Regions from separate parts of the Pan troglodytes genome. Here region 1 is linked to region 2. Evidence: chromatin contacts called from public HiChIP or PLAC-seq data. All regions are on one chromosome and are shown on one strand. The core of a region is the stretch at or near the end of the contact, and the rest is flanking DNA. Distances in the headings are between cores, read along the strand shown.

What was found. HiChIP or PLAC-seq counts read pairs in DNA pulled down with a chosen protein or histone mark.
Region 1: an H3K4me3 HiChIP or PLAC-seq map of stem cell-derived excitatory neurons shows a contact between it and region 2, with 2.5 times the contacts expected there. The contact joins the promoter of C9H9orf78 here to the promoter of FNBP1 in region 2. A contact is called at or near these places in 1 of 7 Hi-C or Micro-C datasets (stem cell-derived neural progenitor cells) and 1 of 1 datasets of contacts at active chromatin or transcription factors (stem cell-derived excitatory neurons).

Annotation. Positions count from the first base shown.
Region 1 is chr11:8,618,959-8,623,878 of NHGRI_mPanTro3-v2.0_pri, forward strand. C9H9orf78 (chromosome 9 C9orf78 homolog) reads left to right here and starts at 1,354. Exons shown (of 9, transcript XM_520311.8): 1 at 1,354-1,486; 2 at 1,862-1,921; 3 at 2,922-2,973; 4 at 3,114-3,184; 5 at 4,661-4,738. The coding sequence starts at 1,404. It overlaps USP20 (ubiquitin specific peptidase 20), which reads right to left and starts at 1,278. Exons shown (of 26, transcript XM_520313.8): 1 at 1,126-1,278.
Region 2 is chr11:8,398,412-8,402,899 of NHGRI_mPanTro3-v2.0_pri, forward strand. FNBP1 (formin binding protein 1) reads left to right here and starts at 2,117. Exons shown (of 16, transcript XM_063788176.1): 1 at 2,117-2,649. It overlaps GPR107 (G protein-coupled receptor 107), which reads right to left and starts at 2,131. Exons shown (of 18, transcript XM_009457495.5): 1 at 1,922-2,131. The coding sequence starts at 2,062.

The sequences.
Region 1 (4,920 bases), core at 104-2,603, 220 kb after region 2:
AATGCTGCCCTGCTTCGGAATGGTCTTCCAGAAAGGGGAACCCCAGACAGCCCCCATCGGCCCTTCCCCCTAGCCAATGAGATGTAACAGCAGCTGCAGCAGCAGCAAACATCTACTGCACTCCTACCGTGCCAGGCCCTGTGCAAACCGTGCGGCAGAGACTGACCTGCAACCAATTCCTGTTCCACCTCCTAGCTGGGTAACTTGAGGCGTGCACTGCCCCTCGGAGACTCCGCATTCTCGTTTGTAAAACGAAAAACAATCTACCTCAAAGGATTGCTGGGAGAATTCAATGAGATGATGCTTTGCCCAGGGCCTGCCACATAGTAACTGCTTAATAAGAGGTAGTTCTCAAAGTAAGGGATGACACTGAGAAAAGGAAAACTACTGTTACTTAAGGGGTTCTTAAAAGTCCTAGAAGCCATTATTTATGCATTTAGGTATTTCCTAAGCGTTTGCTGATACCCGTTTTTCAAATAAACTTTATCCTCACAGCATCTTCGGGGTGGAAGGGGCAGACGGTAGAGCGACTGACCTGCCGAAGGAGGAAAACCAGACCCGTGAAGGTCCAGGGGGGTGGCCGGCAAGCACCGAGGAGGAGTCCCCCGGCTCAAACCCTCCTGCGTGGCTTCAAAACATCAGACGCGCCTCTCCTCGCGGAGAAGCTGGGGGCCATTATTTGTGAGGCAGTCGGCGCTGGGACTCTAAGTCAACACCGCAGGGAAGTGGTCATCTTTTGTTCCGAAAGAAAAAAACGCACGTCAGGGCTCAGAGCCCGAGGAAAGAAAAGTCAGCGCCCGAGACGCGAGACGCCACGCGGATGCTTTCAACGCTAGGTCAGGCCCCGGCAGAAATGAGAGGGGGGCGGCCCCGGTTCTGGAGAAGCCACGAGCCCCCAGGGAGCTCAGAGTGGGGTGCTGGGGCCCAGAGGCCCCCCTGGGCGCCGACCGGAGGAGGGGAGAGGGGCGGCGGCGGCCGGGGGGGGGTCCCGGGCTCCGCTCACCGGGCCGCTGCGTCTGACGTACCTGGCGAGGCCAGGCCCTGTCAGCCCGGAGCCGGGCTGGGGTCGCCAATGCTCTGAGAGGCCCGGCCCACAGAAGCAGCCGGTGGCGGCCCGGAACTCACCTGCGCTCGCAACTGCGCCGCCGCCGCCTGTCAGTCAAGCGCGCCCCCTCTGAGGCGCCGCGCAGGGTTGTGGGGCCTTCGGGCGACGCCCCACCTCCTTCCCTCTACCGTCCAATCGGAAGAGGCTGACGCCAGGAGAGGGGGCGTGGCCACGCGGGCTGTGCGTGCCGGGGGCGGGGCCAGACGGGGCAGGCGCTCTGACCGCTCTGCCGCGCGCCGGAAGCAGCCTGGGCCGCTGCGCAGAGGCGCGGCGGCTGTACAACTGGGCCGTTGTCACCATGCCGGTCGTCCGGAAGATTTTCCGTCGCCGCCGGGGCGACTCGGAGTCAGAGGAAGATGAGCAGGACTCAGAGGAGGTTCGGTGCGTTTGGGGCGGGGATCCCATAGGCTTGGTAAAGATAGACTTGTTTGGGGGACTCACCACCGGCTCGGCGCTTCGCTGACATTGTTAACTGTGAGCTCGGGTGGTGGTTCCTTCTGCGGACGCAGAAATTGAGGCTCAAGGGGTGAGGCCACCGCCCCAAGCTCGAACGGTTGAGAGAGATGCCTCCGGGATGCGCAGTGGCTCTGACTCCCGGTGGGTCTAGGCACAAGGTCGTCCTCTGGACCACTGTGCTGGTGGCTCAGTAGCTGGGCTGGGATGCCCTCGAAGGTGCCTTATTGGCTCTGTTAGCTTTGGATTCCGCGGGGAATCACTCAGCTTATGCATTGCTTCTTCTTCTTCTTCTTTTTAAAGATTAAAACTGGAAGAGACCAGAGAGGTACAGAACTTGAGGAAGAGGCCCAACGGGGTGAGGTGGGTACCACGCGGGGAGGAGGAGGCGGCGGCGGGGACGACAGACACATCCGCGTCCGGGTCGCTGTCACAAATATCTCCTCAGACGTAGATTTTTCTCTTGACATACTGTACACCTTCCACTGCCCAACTTGGAGAACAGCGTTCTTTGCACATGTTTAACCAGGACATGCCCTGAGCTGTGTCGTCTCGGGGTGTGCTCCAGAGATACAGAAACAGATCACTAACTCGCGTTTTTTATTAAAACCAATTAATTGTGAAATGCATATCGATCGTTAAGAGTTTGTATAATTTAGAGAAGTATAGTCAACATGATAAAAAGCACCCATAATTCTCCCATCCGGAAATGATCAGTGTTAACATTTTTTTTCCTTGCAGAGCCACCCAAGAATGCACTGGTATTAATATTTAATACTCTTTCCAATCTGTTTTTTTTTCCTCTCTCTCTCTCAGATTGTGAACATCTTTCTATGTACTTTTATTTCCTGTTCTTTTCAACTCATTATGACATTGTGGGCATTCACCCATATTGTGGAATATTTTTCAGAAAGCCTTCTTAATGGCTGCATAATATTCCACCAGATGTGTGTATTGTAATTTGTTAACAAATCCCCTATTTTGGGACATGTAGGTGATTTTGTAAATTTGTACTATCAAATAAGGCTGCAGTGGATATTCTCTTAAATTTATCTTTAGCTGCACTTTCCATGATGAGAATATCTTAGAAATGAGATTTCCAAGCCAAGATAATGCCAAATGGCTTTACAGGAAAGTGGGAAAGTGTACCACTTCACCACCAGCGCACCCTTCTTCCAGCATCTGCGGTGCTCGTTGAGCCCTGTCTTATGCTTACAGGCTTTTCCAGCCGGCTTGCCTACCCACCCCTCAAATCCCACCCTTGCACTAATGTTGCAATCCGCATACCTGAGAGGATTCCTCCTTATCTCTGAATTATGCCATTTCTCTCTCCCCCTCTCCTTTTTTTTTTGGTTTTGCTCAGTGCTGTGGCCTTGCTGGTGGGAGAGAAGGTACAAGAGGAGACCACTCTAGTGGTAAGTTATGGGGTCTTCCCTGAGTAGTTATGGCAGCCCTCCCTGCAGTGCTCTTCAGTGAGTGAGCGTGCTTTACAAAAAAAAAAATTCCACTACCATGTATTTAGATGCTTCCTCTTAACTGTGTTTGCTTTCTGCAGGATGATCCCTTTCAGATGAAGACAGGTGGTATGGTGGATATGAAGAAACTGAAGGAAAGGGGCAAAGATAAGTAAGTGCAGGACAAGCTTAGATGCAAATTCACCTTTAGCCGCTGCCTGGGTCTAGGTTCCCTCAGAGAGCTGGGGCCTGTAACAGCAGCATTAGTAGGACATCTTGAAGCAGGTTTTGTGCTTTGCAAAGGGTGTGTTATTTAAAAACAAAGAAAGCAAAAAGTCTTTAAAAGTTAACTTAGAGCCAAGTTGGTAGACTCCTTTTGTAAGAGTGTATTGTAGGCATGATGACTCATGCCTATAATCCCAACACTTTGGGAGGCTGAGGTTAGCTTGAGTCCAGGAGTTTAAGACCAGCCTGGGCAACATAGTGAGACCCCTGTCTCTACAAAAAAAAAAAAAAAAAAAAGTGTGTATATATACACACACACACACACACATATTCACATACGTACACACATATACACATATGTATATACACACACGTGTATATACACATATATACACACACACATATATATATACACACACGCATATATATATGTGTGTGTATATATCTGGGTGTGGTGGCATGTGCCTGTAGTCCCAGCTATTCAGGAAATTAAAGTGGGAGAATCACTTGAGTCAGGGAGGTTGAGGCTAGAGTGAGCCGCGATCACACCACTGCACTCCAGCCTGGGTGACAGAGAAAGACCCTGTCTCAAAAAAATAAAATAAGTGAACCTATGGGGAAGTTTCATATAAAAACAATTAACAAAAATAATAAATTCAGGCCAGCTGCGGTGGCTCATGCCTGTAATGCCAGCACTTCAGGAGGCTGAGGCAGGCGGATTACCTGAGGTCAGGAGTTCGAGACCAGCCTGACCAACATGGTGAAACACTGTCGCTATTAAAAATACAAAAGTTAGCCGGGCATTGTGGTGGGCACCCGTAATCCCAGCTACTCAGGAGGGTGAGGCAGGAGAATTGCTTGAACTCGGGAGGCAGAGGTTGCAGTGAGCTGAGATTGCGCCACTGCACTTCAGCCTGGGTGACAGAGTGAGACTCCGTCTCAATAAATAAATAAATCAAACATTCAAATAATTCAAAAATTAAAAAAATAAAAGTTTACTGTTTACTTTTGTGACAACTATATAGCATTTACATTGTATTTGGTATTATAAGTAATCTAGAGATGATTTAAAGCAGATGGTAGTGTGTGTGTAGGTTAGATGCAGATATTATACTATTTTATGTAAGGGACTTCACTATCTGCAGATTTTGGTATCCTTGAGGGACACTAGAACCAATCCCCCATGGATACCTAAGGATAAGTGTATCCACTCAATCCTTGGAGGTATCACTAGCAGCCAACAGTTTGCTTGCATATATTTCTAGAGTTTCTTTTCTTTACATATACTACGGCATTTTTTTTTTTTGCCAACTGTAAATAGGATATTATAAATGCTTATGACTTTGTTTTCTTCTTAGAACATAAAACTCAGCCTCATTGAGTTGTGACTTGAAAGCTCTGCCTCATTGTTCTCTCCCTCCAGGATCAGTGAGGAGGAGGACCTGCACCTGGGGACATCGTTTTCTGCAGAAACCAACCGAAGGGATGAGGATGCAGACATGTAAGTGTCAGTCTGTTTGGCTGTGAGCAGTTGGGGCTGGACTCCGGTCAGAGTCCAAGATATTTAGTCAACAGATGACATTTCTAGAATTTTCTAGAAGATGTTAAAGTTGGCCCCTCTCTTTCTACTTCCCAGCTTAAGAACTTTGAAAACCTCTTAAAAGGTCTTTTCAGGCCGGGCAC
Region 2 (4,488 bases), core at 867-3,366:
ATGGATCCAGTCAGGCTTGCATTTATTTATTTATTTATTTATTTGAGACAGAGTATAGTTCTTTCGCCCAGACTGGAGTGCAGTGGCACAACGATCTCTGCTCACTGCAATCTCAGCCTCCCGGGTTCAAGCAATTATCCTGTCTCAGCCTCCCAAGTAGCTGGGACTACAGGCATGTGCCACCACGCCCGTCTAATATTTGTATTTTTAGTAGAGAGGGGTTTTGCCATGTTGGCCAGGCTGGTCTCGAACTCCTGACCTCAGGTGATCCGCCCACCTCGGCCTCCCAAAGTGCTAGGATTATAGGTGTGAGCCACCGCGCCCAGTCAAGCCAGGCTTTTAATTTCATTCTGTATTCTTTAAATTCTACATTAACAAAATACAATGCTTCATAGTTTGCTAAAACAATGTGTTTTTACAAGACAAACTTTCTACAGTTCCACTTCTTTTTTTTTTTTTTTTTTGAGACGGAGTCTCGTGCTGTTGCCCAGGCTGGAGTGCAGTGGCGGGATCTCGGCTCACTGCAAGCTCCGCCTCCCGGGTTCACGCCATTCTCCTGCCTCAGTCTCCCGAGTAGCTGGGACTACAAGCGCCTCCCAGGTTCACGCCATTCTCCTGCCTTAGCCTCCCGAGTAGCTAGGACTACAGGCGCCCGCCACCACGCCTGGCTAATTTTTTTTTTTTTTTAGTAGAGACAGGGTTTCACCGTGCTAGCCAGGATGGTCTCGATCTCCTGACCTCGTGATCTGCCTGCCTCGGCCTCCCAAAGTGCTAGGATTACAGGCGTGAGCCACTGCGCCCCGCCTACAGTTCCACTTCTTAGAAGACTGTATGGTATGAAAATAATGTACAAGAGTTTGGGTCATAACAATTTACTTTTCTATGTCTCTAATTTTGTTTATATGTTTTGAGAAAGGGTCTTGCTCTGTTCCTCAGGCTGGAATGCAATGAGTAATCACGGCTCACTGCAGTCTCAACCTCCTAGGCTCAAGTGATCCTCCAGCCTCAGCCTCCCCAGAAGCTGCAGGCGTTTGCCACCACACCTGGTTAATTTTTAATTTTTTGTAGAGACAGGTTTGGGGAGGGGGGGTCCTTAGCACGTTGACTAGGCTGGTCTCGAACTCCTGGGCTCAAACAATCCTCCTGCATAGGCCTCCCAGTGTTGGGATTACAGGCATGAGCCACAGCACCTGGACAATTTCCAAGATATAGTAAACTGCTGAACCACCTTAGGGTGCGTTTCAGCCTTAGAGGTCTTTTCTCTGCTAGTTACAAAACAAGATCCAGGGTATCATTCTAGGTTTATCAAAAATCTCTCTTCCCTAGACAATGGCTGGATAGAGGAAGAAAAAGCAGGCCCTTTGATTAGAGACACATCTTAATGCTGGCTTTACATTCTCAGTCACGTGTTTTAAGCAAGATTTGAAATTCCTTCTGAAGAGCCTCGCTCCAGAGAGCGCCCTAAACCGAAATGGGAAACTGAGGCTAAGGTTCCAAGTACCTTCAAACCGCCGGTACAGTACAAGGGCACGGAAGAGCGCAGACCGCGGACAAGGAAAGCCAGCATAAAAGCTGGAGGGGAGAAAGGAGAAAAGCGATCGGGCTGCCCTGAGTGAGGATATTCAGGCAAGCCAGCAGGGATTTAAGAGCAGCCTCCCGAGTCCGTGGGGGCAACGCCACAGTTCAGCCCCTTCCCCTCCCTCAGCTCGAGTCTTCCCGCCCCGTGCCGGTCAGCCCGAGGACCCCAGCGCCGCCCAGACCCGCCTTCCCCACAGACCCCGCCACCTGTCAGTGAAAGGCCGCAGCCAGGGGCAAAGAAGTGGTTCAGTGGCTCAGAGGTCCCCAATGGGCCAAAGTTGCCCTAAAACCCGGGGGAGTGGCCTCGGCCTCCGCCCCCCGGCCCGGCCTTGCCAAGCTTTACCTTGAGTGCCAGGTGATGGACGCGGCCCAGGCCAGGCTCGGCCAGCAACTGCAGCAAACCCAGCATTGGGAGCAGCCGGAGGCCCGCGGCCAGCCTAGGACCGCGGGAGGCGGGGGAGCCGACGGGCGCCAGAGCGGCCATGTTTGTTCCAGCATCACCAGCCGCTTCCTCTCCCGCCCACTTCCGGGGTGAAAGGGCGCAGCCGCCGGAAGGGCCCAGGGAGCGGGGCTCGGCGGCTAGCTCCGCTGACCCTGTGGTCGTTTTCCTGGAGATTGCGACCTAGGAAGTCGTCGAGGAGCCTGTGCTGCCCACTTCGGGGCCCTTCGATCGGCCCCTCCTGTGCAGACTTTCAGTTAGAGATGAAGCCAACCTATTGGCGGTTGCCATAACAACGGTGGCCGAACCAGACCAGCCCGGGCCGCACCTCCGCCTCGCTGAGCTTTGGAAGCGACCTTGGGCTCCGGGGACCCCTGACCTCAGGGTCGGGGGTAAGCTGTGTCAGCCGCACGGTGTCGGGCCACTGATTGAACTGATTTCACTGAGCGTTGACTCGGAGGAAAATATCTAAAAATTCCCGGCTCGCCGTAGGGGTCCTGTGGTTTTCTAGGCGCTTCACACTCAAATACAAGCGAAATGGTTGCAATAATACGATTGATTGAGCCCTTATGAGGCAATTTGTTAGGCCTTTTGTTGTATTTAATTTTTGGAACAATTTGATGAGCTAGGAGGTACGTATTATCATTATTCCTACTTTACAGGTAAGCAAACTGAGGCTCTGAGAAATAAGTCATTTGCTCCAGCTTGAGCTGGGAATCACACGGAAGCTCTTAACTCCTGTGTTCTGTTGCCTCATGCTATTTCATCCAACCCCAAGTCTGGGTCTTAACATTTTTCTCTTAATTCTGTATGGAAACTTTCTTTGCTTCTTTTAGAAATTATAGGAACTTCTTTTTTTTGAGACGGAGTCTAGCTCTTGTCACCCAGGCTGGAGTGCAATGGCACGATCTCAGCTCACTGCAACCTCCGCCTTCCGGGTTCAAGCGATTCTCCTGCCTCAGCCTCCGGAGTAACTAGAATTACAGGCCTGCGCCACCACGCCCGGCTAATTTTTGTATTTTTAGTAGACACGGGGTTTCTCCCATGTTGGCCAGGCTGGTCTCGAACTCCTGACCTCAAGTTATTCTCCCGCCTCGGCCTCCCAAAGTGCTGGGATTACAGGCGTGAGCCACTGCGCCCAACCTGCTTTGGAGTACTTTTTATCTTTTAAAGTTAAGTGTCATCTTTGAAAATCTCTGGTTTTAAATTTGAATATAATACTGTACTAAAAACGAAATGAGGCCTGGCAGGGTGGTGATTCGCGCCTGAATCCCAGCACTTTGGAAGGCCGAGGCGAGCGGATCACTTGAAAGTCAGTTGTTCGGGACCAGCCTGGGCAACATGGCGAAACCTCGTCTCTACTAAAAATATAAAAATTAGCGGGGCATCACGGCCGCGCGCCTGTAGTCCCAGCTACTGGGGAGGCTGAGGCAGGAGAATCACTTGAACCTGGGAGGCGGAGGTTTCAGTAAGCCAAGATCATGCCACTGCACTCCAGCCTGGGTGACAGAGTGAGACTCTGTCTCAATAAAAAAAAATCAGGTAAGAATCTTAATCCCATTTTATAATACAATAGTGATGAAACATTAAAATAGTTTTAAATAGGAGACTTTTGTCTTAGTTTCTGGACAACAGTTTTATAAGGGCTTAAAACTGGGTTCATAGGATTCCTTGCTTCTCTATACTTGGGTATTATCATGTGACCTACATAGGGTCATACCAGTGCTGTCTGTCCAGGGGTTTAAGAGGATATCTTCTTTCACATATTTGAAAGCTGTATTGTGCCAGTCATTATTTGGGAATTGAGAGGAATAAGAATGAGGGAAAACTGACTACAAAGACATTGTGGAGCATTTTCTCTACAGTTACTTCTTAAATTCTGAGAAAACTGCTGCCTTGACAATTACATTTAGCCATGTGATTTCATAGTTTCAAGAAAAGATTATTTGCATAATCATTATGCTGTGACTGGAAACAGACAGGTTGAGTAACAGAACAAGTTATGCCTGCTTCTCCTGGCAACATTTTCAAAGGGACGTTACACTTTAAGGTATTGACTGAAAAAGCCTGCAGGGGCTGGAAAGACTGATCTCCTAAGCTTGGCTTTTAGCCTTACTCTCTTAGTCAAGTACATTTTATTTTTCTATTTTCTCTCCTTTTTTTTTTTGAGACAGAGACACTGTTGCCCAGGACTGAGTGCAGTGGTGTGACATCTGTTCACTGTAGTCTCCACCTCCCAGTTCAAGGGAGTCTCATGCCTCAGCCTCCCTAGCTGGGACCACAGGTGTGCGCCAGTATGCTCAGCTAATTTTTGTATTTTTGCTAGAGATGGGGTTTCACCATGTTGGCCAGGCTGGTCTTGAACTCCTGGCCTCAAGTGATCTGCTCACCTCGGCTTCCCAAATTGCTGGATTACAGGCGTAAGCCACCCTGCCTGGACTATTTTCTCTAACTTTTCAGGATCAGCTTAA